Regions from separate parts of the Triticum aestivum genome. Here region 2 is linked to region 1. The links are chromatin contacts, called in public Hi-C maps. All regions are on one chromosome and are shown on one strand. The core of a region is the stretch at or near the end of the contact, and the rest is flanking DNA. Distances in the headings are between cores, read along the strand shown.

What was found. Hi-C and Micro-C count contacts between places; a contact is called where the count stands out from the background.
Region 2: a contact with region 1 is called in a Hi-C map of leaf, with 5 times the contacts expected there. The contact joins the promoter of LOC123148594 here to the promoter of LOC123148589 in region 1. A contact is called at or near these places in 2 of 5 Hi-C or Micro-C datasets (both in leaf).

What each region holds. Positions count from the first base shown.
Region 1 is chr7A:609,510,639-609,517,199 of IWGSC CS RefSeq v2.1, forward strand. LOC123148589 (protein HIGH CHLOROPHYLL FLUORESCENCE PHENOTYPE 173, chloroplastic) reads left to right here and starts at 3,720. Exons shown (of 13, transcript XM_044568045.1): 1 at 3,720-4,562; 2 at 4,770-4,982; 3 at 5,228-5,438; 4 at 5,550-5,625; 5 at 5,731-5,866; 6 at 5,972-6,076; 7 at 6,175-6,252; 8 at 6,561. The coding sequence starts at 3,876. It overlaps LOC123148588 (probable histone acetyltransferase HAC-like 1), which reads left to right. Exons shown (of 18, transcript XM_044568043.1): 11 at 1-43; 12 at 210-352; 13 at 478-790; 14 at 891-1,030; 15 at 1,360-1,438; 16 at 1,549-1,938; 17 at 2,291-2,508; 18 at 2,622-3,182. The coding sequence ends at 2,730.
Region 2 is chr7A:609,915,957-609,922,517 of IWGSC CS RefSeq v2.1, forward strand. It overlaps LOC123148594 (poly [ADP-ribose] polymerase 2-A), which reads left to right and starts at 2,784. Exons shown (of 19, transcript XM_044568059.1): 1 at 2,784-3,001; 2 at 3,668-4,013; 3 at 4,082-4,315; 4 at 4,412-4,539; 5 at 5,085-5,166; 6 at 5,275-5,504; 7 at 5,582-5,708; 8 at 6,140-6,195; 9 at 6,402-6,475. The coding sequence starts at 2,918. It also overlaps the pseudogene LOC123153563.

The DNA.
Region 1 (6,561 bases), core at 2,470-4,969:
GTCTGGGGAGGCCTTGCGGACATATGTCTATCATGAAATTCTGGTAATTCACTATTCTAGTTAGTTTCCTTTTCCTAATTTTTAGAAAGCTTAGGTATGTCAAGCAGAGTGTGAACGGTTTCCTAAATCCACCATTTACTCAAACTTCAGTTTTGTTATGTTCGAATATTTTTTGCTCTCAGTATAACATTACTTTTATACTCATACAGATCGGTTATCTTGAGTATTGTAAGCAGCGCGGATTCACTAGCTGTTACATATGGGCTTGCCCACCTTTGAAGGGTGAAGATTACATTCTATATTGCCATCCAGAGATTCAGAAGACACCAAAATCTGATAAGCTGCGCGAATGGTAAGACACTAGATGGGCATTTATGTTATTATATGCTCATAAATATTGTTTTGCATTACAAAATAATGAATACCTTATGTGGCATCTGTGATTCCTGTCCTATATGACTAATAATTCCTTCACAGGTACTTATCTATGCTTCGAAAAGCTGTCAAGGAGCGTATTGTTGTCGAGTTGACAAATCTCTATGATCACTTTTTTATCACTACAAAAGAATGCAAGGCCAAAGTAACTGCAGCTCGCTTGCCCTATTTTGATGGAGATTATTGGCCAGGAGCTGCAGAAGATATGATCAACCAGCTTTTCCTAGAAGAAGATGATAGAAAGTTGCAGAAGAAGGGGAAACTAAAGAAGACTATCACAAAAAGAGCTTTGAGAGCTGCTGGCCAGACTGATCTAAGTGGGAATGCTTCAAAGGATGCTATCCTGATGCAAAAGGTATAGTTTTATATAATGCACTATTTTCTTGATGCACCAAAAATGTATCAGTTCAGTCGTGTCACATGTTATTCTTAGCCATCTAGTTGATGCTGTGCAGCTTGGAGAAACCATTTACCCAATGAAGGAAGATTTCATCATGGTCCATTTGCAGCATTCTTGCAGTCACTGCTCTACTCTTATGGTAGCTGGAAAACGCTGGGTCTGCCACCAGTGTAAAAGTTTTTATATTTGTGACAGGTAAAGTTGCTTTCATTGCATATGTTACTTTCGTGTGATGGACCCAATAAATGGCACATCTGTTTGATATATATGCACATGATTGTTGAGGTCTATATATATGCTGCAACTTGAAAGCACAACCAGTCATGCCACATTTGACAAGTGTGTGTGTGTGTGTGTAGGTAGTAGTATCTTTGTAACTATATGTGATCCTCGTGATCTGTGACTATGGTTCCCTAATCTCTACGCAACTTCATAAATGGATAAATTGCTCTAAAATCTGCTTGCAGCTAGTCTAATATTGGCTGTTACCCTTGTTTCTGTTACTGATGAGTTTGTTATTGCAGTTGTTATGATTCAGAGCAACGGCTTGAAGAAAAGGAGAGGCACCCGAGTAATAGTAGAGATTTGCATGTGCTGCATCCAGTAAGTTCTGGAAAACTTACTTTTTACTCTAGTTTTTCACTCATCAAATATAAGTGAAGCAACAATGCAAATTGCCCCAATTTTTATTTTTATGTAATATTCTTTCTTAGGTTGACATTGTTGGGGTGCCTGAAGATACAAAGGACAGAGATGATGTCTTAGAGTGTGAGTTTTTCGATACCAGACAGGCATTCCTGAGTCTTTGTCAAGGAAATCACTATCAATATGACACACTTCGCCGTGCAAAACACTCCTCAATGATGGTGTTATACCACCTTCATAATCCAACTGCACCAGCCTTTGTTACCACATGCAATATCTGCAATAACGATATTGAGGCTGGTCAAGGGTGGCGATGTGAAGAATGCCCAGACTTTGATGTGTGCGCAGGATGTTACAATAAAGACGGAGGTGCCAACCATCGTCACAAGTTAACAAATCACCCATGTGTAGACCGTAATGCTCAAAATAAAGAAGCTCGCCAGATGCGCATTCAGCAGGTAATTTATATTCTGTGAAAGTTATATGCAGAAAAATATATCGCAACACATACAATTTTTGTATGCTGCCTTTTAATTTGGTAACACTCCATACATTTTTCTTGTTTTTGCACTGTTAAGTCTAATGCCCATACTAGTCCACTTATTCCCTTGAAAACCATATTTGTCCACTTAGTGTGCTGTCAGTTTTGTATACCATATGTTATCCTTTCTGCCTTGAGCAACTTGTGTATTGCTGGTGCTGTGGTTGTGATTTATGGTTTACTCTATGGACTAGGTTATCTATGAACTAGTATATGCTAAGGAATCGATCTTAAAACTAATCTACGATGATTCTTGTGTGGCTGTGCAGGCACGGCGAATGCTTGACCTTTTGGTCCATGCGCATAAATGTCGCACCGCTGGTTGCCAGTATCCTGATTGCCGAAGACTTAAGGGACTCTTTGGTCATGCAACGAGGTGCCAGAAACGGGCAGCCGGAGGCTGTTCACTTTGCCAAAGGACGTGGTCGCTGCTTCAGCTCCATGCCCGAACTTGCAAAGAATCAAAGTGTACCATACCTAGATGCAGGTAATTAACACCCCTCCCGCTCGCACCACCCCCTGTATGTACTTACATACGTAGTGTTTGAGCCATTGCCTCTCGGAATAGACGAGTAATATCGCGTTGCCTGAACAACACAGGGATCTCAAAGCCCATCTAAGGTGGACGCAGCAGCAGTCCGAATCCAGGAGGAGGGCCGCCGTGAACGAGATGATGAGGCAGAGAGCCGCAGAAGTTGCCAGGAGTTAGTGAAGCCAGGTATACACACAGGTATACTGTTATAGAAAGAAAGACAGCAAAAAAGTACATATGGCGTCTCAAGCCCGAAGGACAAGCTCTGTACGGGCCAACTTGAGAGAAAGATCAGTTATACTGGAGATGGAACATCTCGGTCCCAGAACCCATGCTGACAATTGTCTCAGCACACCGATCGATGTTCTTGCCGTCGGTGACTTATACTGTAATCGTTGTGCCGGTCTTGTTCTGTAGCCTGCTCATGTACAATAGGATTTTGGATGGCTCCTTATTATACATGTGCAAAATAGGGCATACTTGGCGTCAAAGGGTGCAAAACACCAGTCATAGTTGTTCTTTCTTTGTTGTTGTCTCAGCTCAGAGAGCACCTGTAGAAAACAAAACAGAACAGAACATGGTTGATATCGGTTATTTCATTTATTATTTATTATCAGTTGCAGCCCCTACATTTTGCAATCTGTGTAGGATGGATCTTTATATATACATACAGTACAAAGAATGTCTGACTGAATTGTGGCATCGCATGTCCCTGCTCTCCGGTTCCTGCCCTGCTTGTTGCGTAGTACTAGTGTACTTTGCATCTCTATTTGTGACGGAGTTTCCCGAGCCCGGTCAGGATTATCCAGATCCATGGAGGCTTTGGGCGTGTCCACGCCATCCTGTTGGGCTTGGATGGCTGACTGATCTGGCCTCATCTGGCTGAGAAATACACTAGTCCCGCACGGAACGGAAGAGGCGGCATGGGGGCAAGTGAACTCGGCATAGCCACGTCGCCGCGGCATGCCACCCGCCACCACGCGGCCACGCCTCCCCCCTATCCAGTAGTATGAATTACTACTAGCAGAGCGTGGGCGCCAGTCACCCACCCGCGACGGCGACACTCGCCGCGCGCCCATGCGCACGACCTCCGTCTCTGCGCCGTGGGCCCCACCGGTGCTCGCCCGCAACCGCAGCCACAAATGGCGCCCGGGGCGGGAGCGCCACTCAGGCCGCTGCCTCCCCTGCCCCGCTTTATCTGCCTGCGCGGCCCGGGAGTGGTCGCGGAATATACCGTGAACGAAATTTTTTACGAACACGAGAGAGCAGAGCTTCTGCTGCCGCTCCTCGTCCAAGGCTCGAGCTAACCGTCGCCGGCGGCCATGGTCGCTGCCGTGTCGCCTCCGGGCGCGGCGGGGGCGGCGACGATCATCGCCTCGTTCCACGGCACCCACTGCGCGTCCCCGTCCCGCGCCGCCGCGCCCAGGCCGCGGTACCACGGCAGCGCGTGCTGCTTCGCGGCCAAGCCCACGCCGGCGGCCGCGGTGGCGTCCGAGCCGGGCCAGGACCAGGACGTGGACGACGAGGGGGGCGTCCTCGGCGCCGCCAACGGCGCGGACGCGACGCTGTCGACGCGGAAGAAGCGCCGGGCCCGGAAGGGCAAGAGGTCGGCCGCCGCGCAGCAGCAGGAGGCGGAGGAGGAGGAGGCCAGGAGGAAGGCCGAGGAGGAGGCGGCGGCCGCCAAGAAGAAGAAGGCGGAGGAGGAGAGCCGGGCGGCCTCGCTGGACCTGGACGAGGTCATGGCCGTGAGCCCCGTGGGGCTGGGCCGGCGCTCGCGGCAGCTGTTCGACGAGGTGTGGCGCAAGTTCTCGCGCCTGGGCCAGATGTCCAGCGCCTCCGCCACCGAGGCGCTCGCCGAGGCGGAGCAGGCCGTGCTCAGCCGCGGCGGGCCCATGTGCGAGTTCACCGTCCCCGGCGCCCAGGACACCACCGTCCTCGTCGTCGGCGCCACCAGCCGCATCGGCCGCATCGTCGTCCGCAAGCTCATGCTCCGAGGCTACAATGTCAAGGTACTCCTTCCCCCCCGCGCGCGCGCACTTCACTCTCTCCTCTTCCACTCTCTTTCATGTTCACCATCATGTTTGTTCACCACTAGGATAATCATACTGATTAGATACAACAAGTGGCAAACTGGCAACGGTGCTCATTGAGCTCATAACGTACTGATTTGTGGTAAACTAGGGAAATTCAGACATAAATTTACCATTGTGTAACAGGCTCTAGTTAGAAGGGACGACCCCGAGGTGATCGACATGCTTCCCAGGTCGGTGGACATCGCTGTTGGCGATGTTGGTGATCCTTTGGCTGTGCAATCGGCCGTGTCAGGTTGCAGCAAGATTATCTATTGCGCAACCGCGCGCTCAACCATTACCGGGGACCTCAACAGAGTTGATAACCAAGGGGTCAGGAATGTCAGCAAGGCTTTCCAGGTACTCTTTCTGACCTTAATAATTTTCTAATCTTAGAAGCCACCCTTGTCCATTCGAAAGTAGATGCTGTTTTAGGATAAATGTAGTCAAAGATCTGAATCTTTGATCGCTAGTACACACAAAACTGTTCAGATTTGTCACATGGAAATGATATTAGTAATTTTAGCATCAAAACTTCTTTAATATCATTACTATACCTCTTCTAATTTCACTAACTTATAATTAGAAAATGCTTTGTTCTCCAGGATTACTACAATGAGATGGCTCAGCTCAGGGCTGGTAAAAGCAGCAAGAGCAAACTTTTGATAGCAAAATTTAAATCTGCTAAGTCTCTGAAGGGTTGGGAGGTGAACCAGGGATCTTACTTCCCGAATGCCTATGCTTCTGGTTCTAGTTTTGATGAAGGTATCGATGCGTCCTTTGAATTCTCAGAAGGTGGCCAGGCCGTTTTTGCAGGTAACGCCCTATGCTGTGTAGGGCACTTCTTAGCAAATGTACTAATTTACCTAGATATATTGATTTTTCTTCCTAGGTCTTAGTTGTCTGATGAACATCCACTTATGTCAGGATTTGTTTTTACAAGAGGTGGATATGTCGAGATATCAAAGAGGCTATCTCTCCCTTTAGGTTCCACCCTAGACAGGTATTAAGATCTCTTACAATTTTCTTAACAGCTCCCAGATTGTTGAAATATCTTGACGCATCACAGTGAACTTGGTTACATATCAATTCTGTTATTCTTGGATAGGTATGATGGCTTGCTTCTTTCAGTGGGTGGAAATGGAAGATCATATGTTGTTATTCTTGAGACTGGTCCACTGGCTGACACCTCACAGAGTAAGAAGTATTTTGCTCGGATGACTACAAAAGTAGGCTTTTGTAGGGTAAGTAGTGTGCAATAATTTAGCAGTAATAGGTGATTTTACTGCATGTTAGCAAGCGATGAGCGTACAATTTGATCCCAATTTTTTTATGTTTGTTTTCTGCAGGTAAGAGTACCTTTCTCGGCTTTCCGTCCAGTAAAACCAGAAGATCCTCCCCTAGACCCTTTTCTTGTGCATACCTTCACCATTAGGTTTGAACCAAAAAGGCAGGTCAGTACAACATGATGAATTATTTTCCATCATCAACAAATATTAACTGGCTGTTTATAGCATTAAATTGGCGTCTTAGCTACTGATGCATTGCGCAGAGACCTGGTGATGGAACCCAAGGTGCCACTGACCCCAGAAATTTTGAGCTGATACTGGAGTACATCAAAGCTTTACCTGTAAGTTGTTCCTATATTATTGAACTGCCATACTACGCGCATGTTTTTCCTCCTATGGATGAAAAGTCTCTTCGTGGCCAAAATTCTTGTATATTTGTTTCGCTTTTCTGCCTAATTGAAGTACAAACCCATTTGCGGTTTCACTAAAAAGATGATTATTTGACTGCCCCATGGCTTAGCTACTTCCTCTTTTCTTTGTAATTCTTGTTTCGCCGAATTTTTCCTCCCCATGACTTCATGTGTTATCATAACTGAACCGTCTTCTCTATCAGTTTATTGATAACCATATATCTTCTAATTCGTTGCAGA
Region 2 (6,561 bases), core at 1,534-4,033, 400 kb after region 1:
TTGCCGTTCTCTAAGAAATTTAATAGTAGTATCTCAATTTTGAAGCTATTTGTTCGTTAAAACCAACACAAATTTCATCAGTGAGTTTGCTTGCTATTGGTTCCAATTTCAGTTGATGGCCTCACCTTTGCCGGCTGAACCAGTCAAGTGTGAGAAATGGACTCGGGAATGTCTGAACAGTGGAAGGCCTCACCTCTGCCGACTGAACCTGACGAGCTGTTCATTGGCATCCTTTCTGCAGCCAACCATTTCGCCGAGCGGATGGCTGTCCGCAAGTCATGGATGATTGCTACAAGGAAATCATCTAACAGTGTTGGCCGGTTCTTCGTCGCTCTGGTAAGTACCTGTGGATGATTGCTACAACTTTGAAGTTATTTTGCTGACTTTGCAAACTCTAATAGAAGACTTCTTTACAAAATGGGAAAAAGAGGCCAACGAGGAGCTGAAGAAGGAGGCAGAGTTCTTTGGTGACATTGTTCTGGTCCCTTTCATGGATAGCTATGACCTCGTTGTTTTAAAGACTATTTCCATTGCTGGGTATGGAGTAAGAAAAACTAGTACGTGTTTAACGGGTCATATCTATTAGTTCCCCTTTCCAGTCTCATGTTTTAGTGCGTTCATGCTAGCCTCTGCCTTTCCTAAAGCAAGCATGGGTTTAACTCCAGCTGGAACTATGATTATGATTGCAAATCCAATGATCGTCTTCTAAACACAGGGTGTTATGTTTATCATGCCTACTAGTGGTATTAGAGTATCATATTTATTTTAGAAAAGAATAGAGTATCATCTTTCTGACAAAGTTCTGGTACTGGTAGTGATATATTTCACCCAGCATACATGAGTGTGATGTAATTTTACTGCTGCTCTTCAGGAATGGGAAGAAGAAGTATACCCACCTTACGCAAACGGACCGGGCTATGTTATTTCATCAGCGCTGAGTACATCGTATCTAAGTTTGACAACCAGAAACGGAGAGTAAGTCATTACCACCATCTTTGTCAGTCAGTAAGTAAATATCGAAGCATTTGTGTCAGTGTGTCTATAGGCTAACAAACGGATGTGCTTTCCCCTGATTGTGGGTTCAGAAGTTCGACAAGACTCGCCAGCCGGTGGAGTATTCGCACGACGTCAAGTTCTTCCAGGCCGGCTGCTTCGACGGTAACTACACCGCACACTACCAGTCGCCGCAACACATGATCTGCCTCTGGAGGAAGCTGCAGTCAGGGAGCGCTCAATGCTGCAACGCCAGATGACAATGAGATTGCTTGGTAGTTGAAAAGCAACACCCGGCTCTCTGGAGAATCAAACAGCAAGGATGAGTTCGAGTTTGATCTTGATTTGGAGGCCCTCTGGATAGTTAGCTTGCGTAATTCGCTCATTCTTTTGGTCAGTGGCTGGTTAATTCAGCTGCTGATTCTGACACTAGCTAGATGCTGACACCATGTACATGTGTCAATTGTTTTTGATCTAGGAACTAACAGCTTTGCTGATCTCACTTGTATACCGGTTGTTCTTATATATACATATTAGATGTTTCGAGTAAATCATTTTGTGTGTTCAGAGCTGCTCCTGTGCATTGTCGATTCCACCTGCAAGTCTAATTGTTCTAAGAAGTATGCATGTCGCAGATGCCGGTTGAAGCTCCACGACATGCTCGTGCCACGCAGCGCTGCGGCAGCGCCCACTACATGCGGTAGCAGGTGTTGAGCTCAATGACGGGGCGGCCGCTGAAGTCGCCTCTGATCCTGGGCGGCTCCTCCCCCTGGACGGCCTTGGTGCCGAGCAGCTCCACCATGAACTGCCACGACGCCGCCCCGTCCCTCCTCGTTGGCCGGGCCATCACCGTGATGCGCGAGCCAACGGCCATCCCACACGGCAGCTCCACGGCCACCGGGGCGCCAGCGCGGGGCGCCGAGACGGTGGCGGGGCAGGACACGGGGGCTGACGGGGAGGGGGAAGGGGATGAGGAGGAGGCGGCGGCGGAAGGGGAGAGGAGGCGGGGCATGAGGATAGCCGCGACGGCGAAGGCGGAGGAGGCTGCGGCGTCGATGGAGGAGGCAGGGGAGGAGTTGGCGCCGCGGCTGAAGCGGATGGAGGAGCGCGAGGCGGGCGCGGCGGGGCGGGCCAGGGTGGGGAAGGTGCGCGTGTGGGGCCGGAGCGGGGCCGCGGTCGTGGAGGAGCGGACCTCAAGCTCACGGCGGCGCGGGCGGTCGGTGGTGGCGACGGGCACGACGGAGACAGAGACGGAGGCTCGGGCCGCGACTAAACGGTGCGACTCAGCCTTGTCCGAGTCAGCGCGCGGGCACGCGCCAACCGGCCAACAGTGGCACCTGACGGGCGGGCCCAACTGGTCAGTTTCCCTGTCAATACGTATAAACAACATTTTAGCCTCTTTTGCAACGTCTCGCCTCAAAGTTGATACTCACACTTAAAAGTTACCAATCTTGATATCAATCTGTTTCCAATGCCTCAATTGTGGTACTTCTATGTAATTTACTCAGAGAAATAAGTGGCGCGTAGGGCCCAGCTGGAACGCGTCGGCGCGTAGGGCCCAGCTGGAACGCGTGTCGACGCTGTTTTCATCCGGTTTAAAACAAACATTTTCCATAATATTTTCGTTGTTAAAAAATAAAAAAAGGAGCAGTACGTATAATATTTCCAATTAATATTTCCAATTCCCGCTCCGCGTCGCTTTTTCCAAAATTCTTCGTGCTCTCCACCCCCCTTCCTTCTCGAGGAAGACTCCGACCCTCCGCCCCCCTTCTCCCGGAAGAAACCCCACACCGGAACCGCAAAACCCCAGCCCACCCACCCAAAATTTCGATAACTCCTCCTCCCCCCCTCCCCATTCCCTTCCAAACATCTTCCAGGAACACGAGGAGGCCGAGGGGATCGGACGCGAAGGCGAAGGCGAGAGATGTCGGCGAAGCTGCGGGTGGAGGAGCTCCGCGCCGAGCTGCAGCGCCGCGGCCTCGACGCCTCCGGCACCAAGCCGGCGCTGGTGAGCCGCATTCCCTTCTCGAGAACTTCCCTAGCAGCCACGAACGGACCGACCGGGTGCTGTCTCGCGGCTCACGCTAGGGTTCCTCTCTCACACCCACGCCGCCGCCCCATCCCCCCTCTCGCCGCACCCATCCAATCTATTGTGTCTCGTGTCTCTCTCCGGGCGGCGGAGGCGTAGCGGGGCGCGATGGCCGCTGTGGGGCGTGCGCGGCTCGGCGGGCTGACGGAGCGCGGGGTTGGGGGTCGGGGGTCAAGGACGAGCGGCGGTGGCGGCCTAAGGTCGCGTGTGGCAGGCACGGGCTGTGGCTGGCTGAGCGCGCGCGCGCACAGGCGGTAGAAGCGGTCACGGGCTGTTCGCGCTCCTTTTCTCTGAATTTTGCCTCGACGGCACCGGTAGCAGAGTCACGGACAGGAGCAGCAAATCTCTCTGAATTATCGGATTTCCTGCTCTGTCTTTTTGCGTCATCTAGCTGCAATCCGCTGGCCAGCATTTGCTGTTGTGTGCACAGTTAAGTTGCTGAATGTGCGCACCATGTGCTTGTGCATATGTGTATATATGCCCACACCCGCTTCTCTCTTGTGATGTGTATCTTTGTGCTTACAAACATTGAGACATATGGGGATTGTCGTTGTGACTTACGTCCTGCAATTCCTTTTCCACTAGGTGCTAAGGCTGGACGTTGCAATCCGTGAGGAAGAGAAGGAGGCGGCTTCTGCAGCTGAGATATGTAATGTAGATGGCATAGACGGTGTGGTTATGGATGGCGAAGCAGAAAGCAAGAGCAAAAGGAAGAGGAAAAGGCATGGTGAAGGTGAAAATGAGGAGGAAAATGACATTTTGGATGTGGCAAAGCTACAGAGCATGGGCTATCGTGAGCTGCAGGCTTTGGCCAAGGCACGGGGGCTCAATACTAATGGGGGCAAGAAGGATGTTCTACAGAGGTTGCTCTCCAGCCCTGCTACTTCTGTTGTGGATTGTGGTATTCAAGACAAGAAGGAAGTAGCAGAAGGTTTGTTTGTCAATTAATTTGCTCTGAACTTTACCTGAGTATTAACTGTTCACTGTGTATTGGTTCAGCTGATGATGGGAAGGTTGAGGAGCTGAAAAAGAAAAAAATAGTCACAGATGTGATGCTGGATGCGGCACAGCTACAGGGCATGGGCTACCGGGAGCTGCAGGCATTGGCCAAGGCACGAGGACTTGCAGCGAATGGGATCAAGAAGGATGTTATTGAGAGGTTGCTATCAACCCCTGCTAATTCTGTGGCAGTTGCTGATGGTGGTTTCCAGGACAAGAAGAAACTTGCAAAAGGTTTGTTGATCTATTAATTGTATTGATCACCGGAGGGTGAGGTTTGAACTTTACCTGTTTTTTGGCATGGTCGTTTATGCATTTTTGTTCGTGCAGGTGGTGTTGGGGAGGTTGAAGAGGAGGTGAAAAAGGAGAAGATTGTCAAAGCCACGAAGAAAGGTGCTGCAGTGCTGGATGAGCACATCCCTGACGATATAAAAATGACCTATCATGTATTGCAAGTGGTGCGTGAGTTTATTATTGGTTAATTTTTCTTACCCATATTGTACCTTGGATGTGTGCACTTCAATTGAAACCATGGTTCACTAAATTCCTACGTCCTATGCAGTATGCATGCTGAGTGAGTTCAAATCAAAACATGATCTATCCATGAATGTCAAACTTAGACAATGCAAAACATGATCTGTCATGAATGTCAAACTTAGACAATTCCTCCAACCAAATTAAATATTTTCATTCATATGGTATCTGATGCATTACATCATGTTCAGGTTGTCACTTTGGCTTTAATATTCATAGATGTGATAGCCTATGGCGGCACCCAAATATACCATCTTAGCAGGCCTAATTTTACCATGTGTTTAGAGAATAGACCAACAAAAACTTTCACTGGCATCCTTCATGTATCATCTTAGTATTCACTATGTAGTATGTACAGTAGCTACAACGCATTCATCTTAGTATTCACAATGTACAGTAGCTACCTTGAACGGTTATCTGTTCTTTCTACTATTTTGTTCACATCTTCGTTATACATATTTTATTGCAGGGTGACGAGATTTATGATGCCACCTTGAACCAGACTAATGTTGGAGACAACAATAATAAGTACTATATCATTCAAGCTTTAGGTTTGTCCTGCAACTGCAAGTCACTGTTGCTTACTAGCACCAGCACCACGAACCTATGAATGATGTGTAACATTCAATGGAAAATTAATTAGTGTTTGTTAACTGTAGAATCTGATGCTGGTGGAAGCTTCATGGTTTTCAATAGATGGGGGAGAGTAGGGGCACGAGGTCAACAAAAGCTACATCCCTGTTCAACACGGGACGAAGCAATAGACGAGTTTGAGGGAAAGTTTGAGGACAAAACAAAGAACAGTTGGTCTGACCGCAAGAATTTTGAGTGTTATGCAAAGAAATACACATGGCTTGAAATGGACTATGGTGAAGTCGACAAGGAAACAGTGAGATTTGGCTTTTAGTACTTACTTTGCAGTTTAGCACTTTTGTTGTTTTTAATCCTGTGGTCTTCAAATTTCAGACTCAGGTTCAAAAGAAAGGTTCCATTACCGATCAGATAAAAGAGACAAAGCTTGAAACTCGAACTGCCCAATTCATATCCCTCATTTGCAACATAAGTATGATGAAGCAGCAAATGATGGAAATTGGTAAGTAACTTGACAGTTCCTGCTTTTTGAACTGACATGAGCATCATAACATTCATCTGTTACAGTGAGCTTCTTATCTGTGTTTATATGCTAATTTGATATATTGTTAGCACCCTGCAATCTTCATGATGTATCACCACCTTCATGTTCTGATGTGCCCGTACATGTATCTGTACAACTTAGGTTTCTATATGATTCAGGAGTTATAACTAGTTAGTTTTAGGAACTGAATACAAAGAGTTAATGGCCATACTAGAAATACATATGATCATCTGCTCAACTACTGGAGTTGGATTAATTCGGTTGAAAAAGATCTTTTATGTTCTATGTTGTCCCAAAAGTTTTCGTTCTTTGTTTTTGACAGGTAGATATACCTGTTGCTTACTCATGTAGCATTTGCTTTTACTAATTCATCCTGCCTAACCAATTAGGTTATAATGCTGATAAACTTCCCCTTGGAAAGCTAAGCAAATCTACAATACTTAAGGTGAGTTATTTTGATGCATCTTTCCTTGGAATTATCAATTCAGTATGCATATTACGCGTTGAAGAAAATCGCATAACATGAACTCTAGTACTTATAGATTTAAATCGGTATGCGGTAACAGTTTGCATTTTGAGGTCTTGGTTTCATTTTCCATTATCTTGTCCTTTCTCTCTATTTTGATGGTGACTTTTCAAAGCTTTCCACAGGGCTATGATGTTTTGAAGAGGATTTCCAATGTTATTTCAAGGGCAGACAGAAGACAGCTTGAACAATTGACTGGGTGGGTCCATCTTCTGTTTTTATCTGACTGCAACCGTTAAATATAACAATTACACATGCCAATTGTTTTTAGTGAAAGCTAGTTCA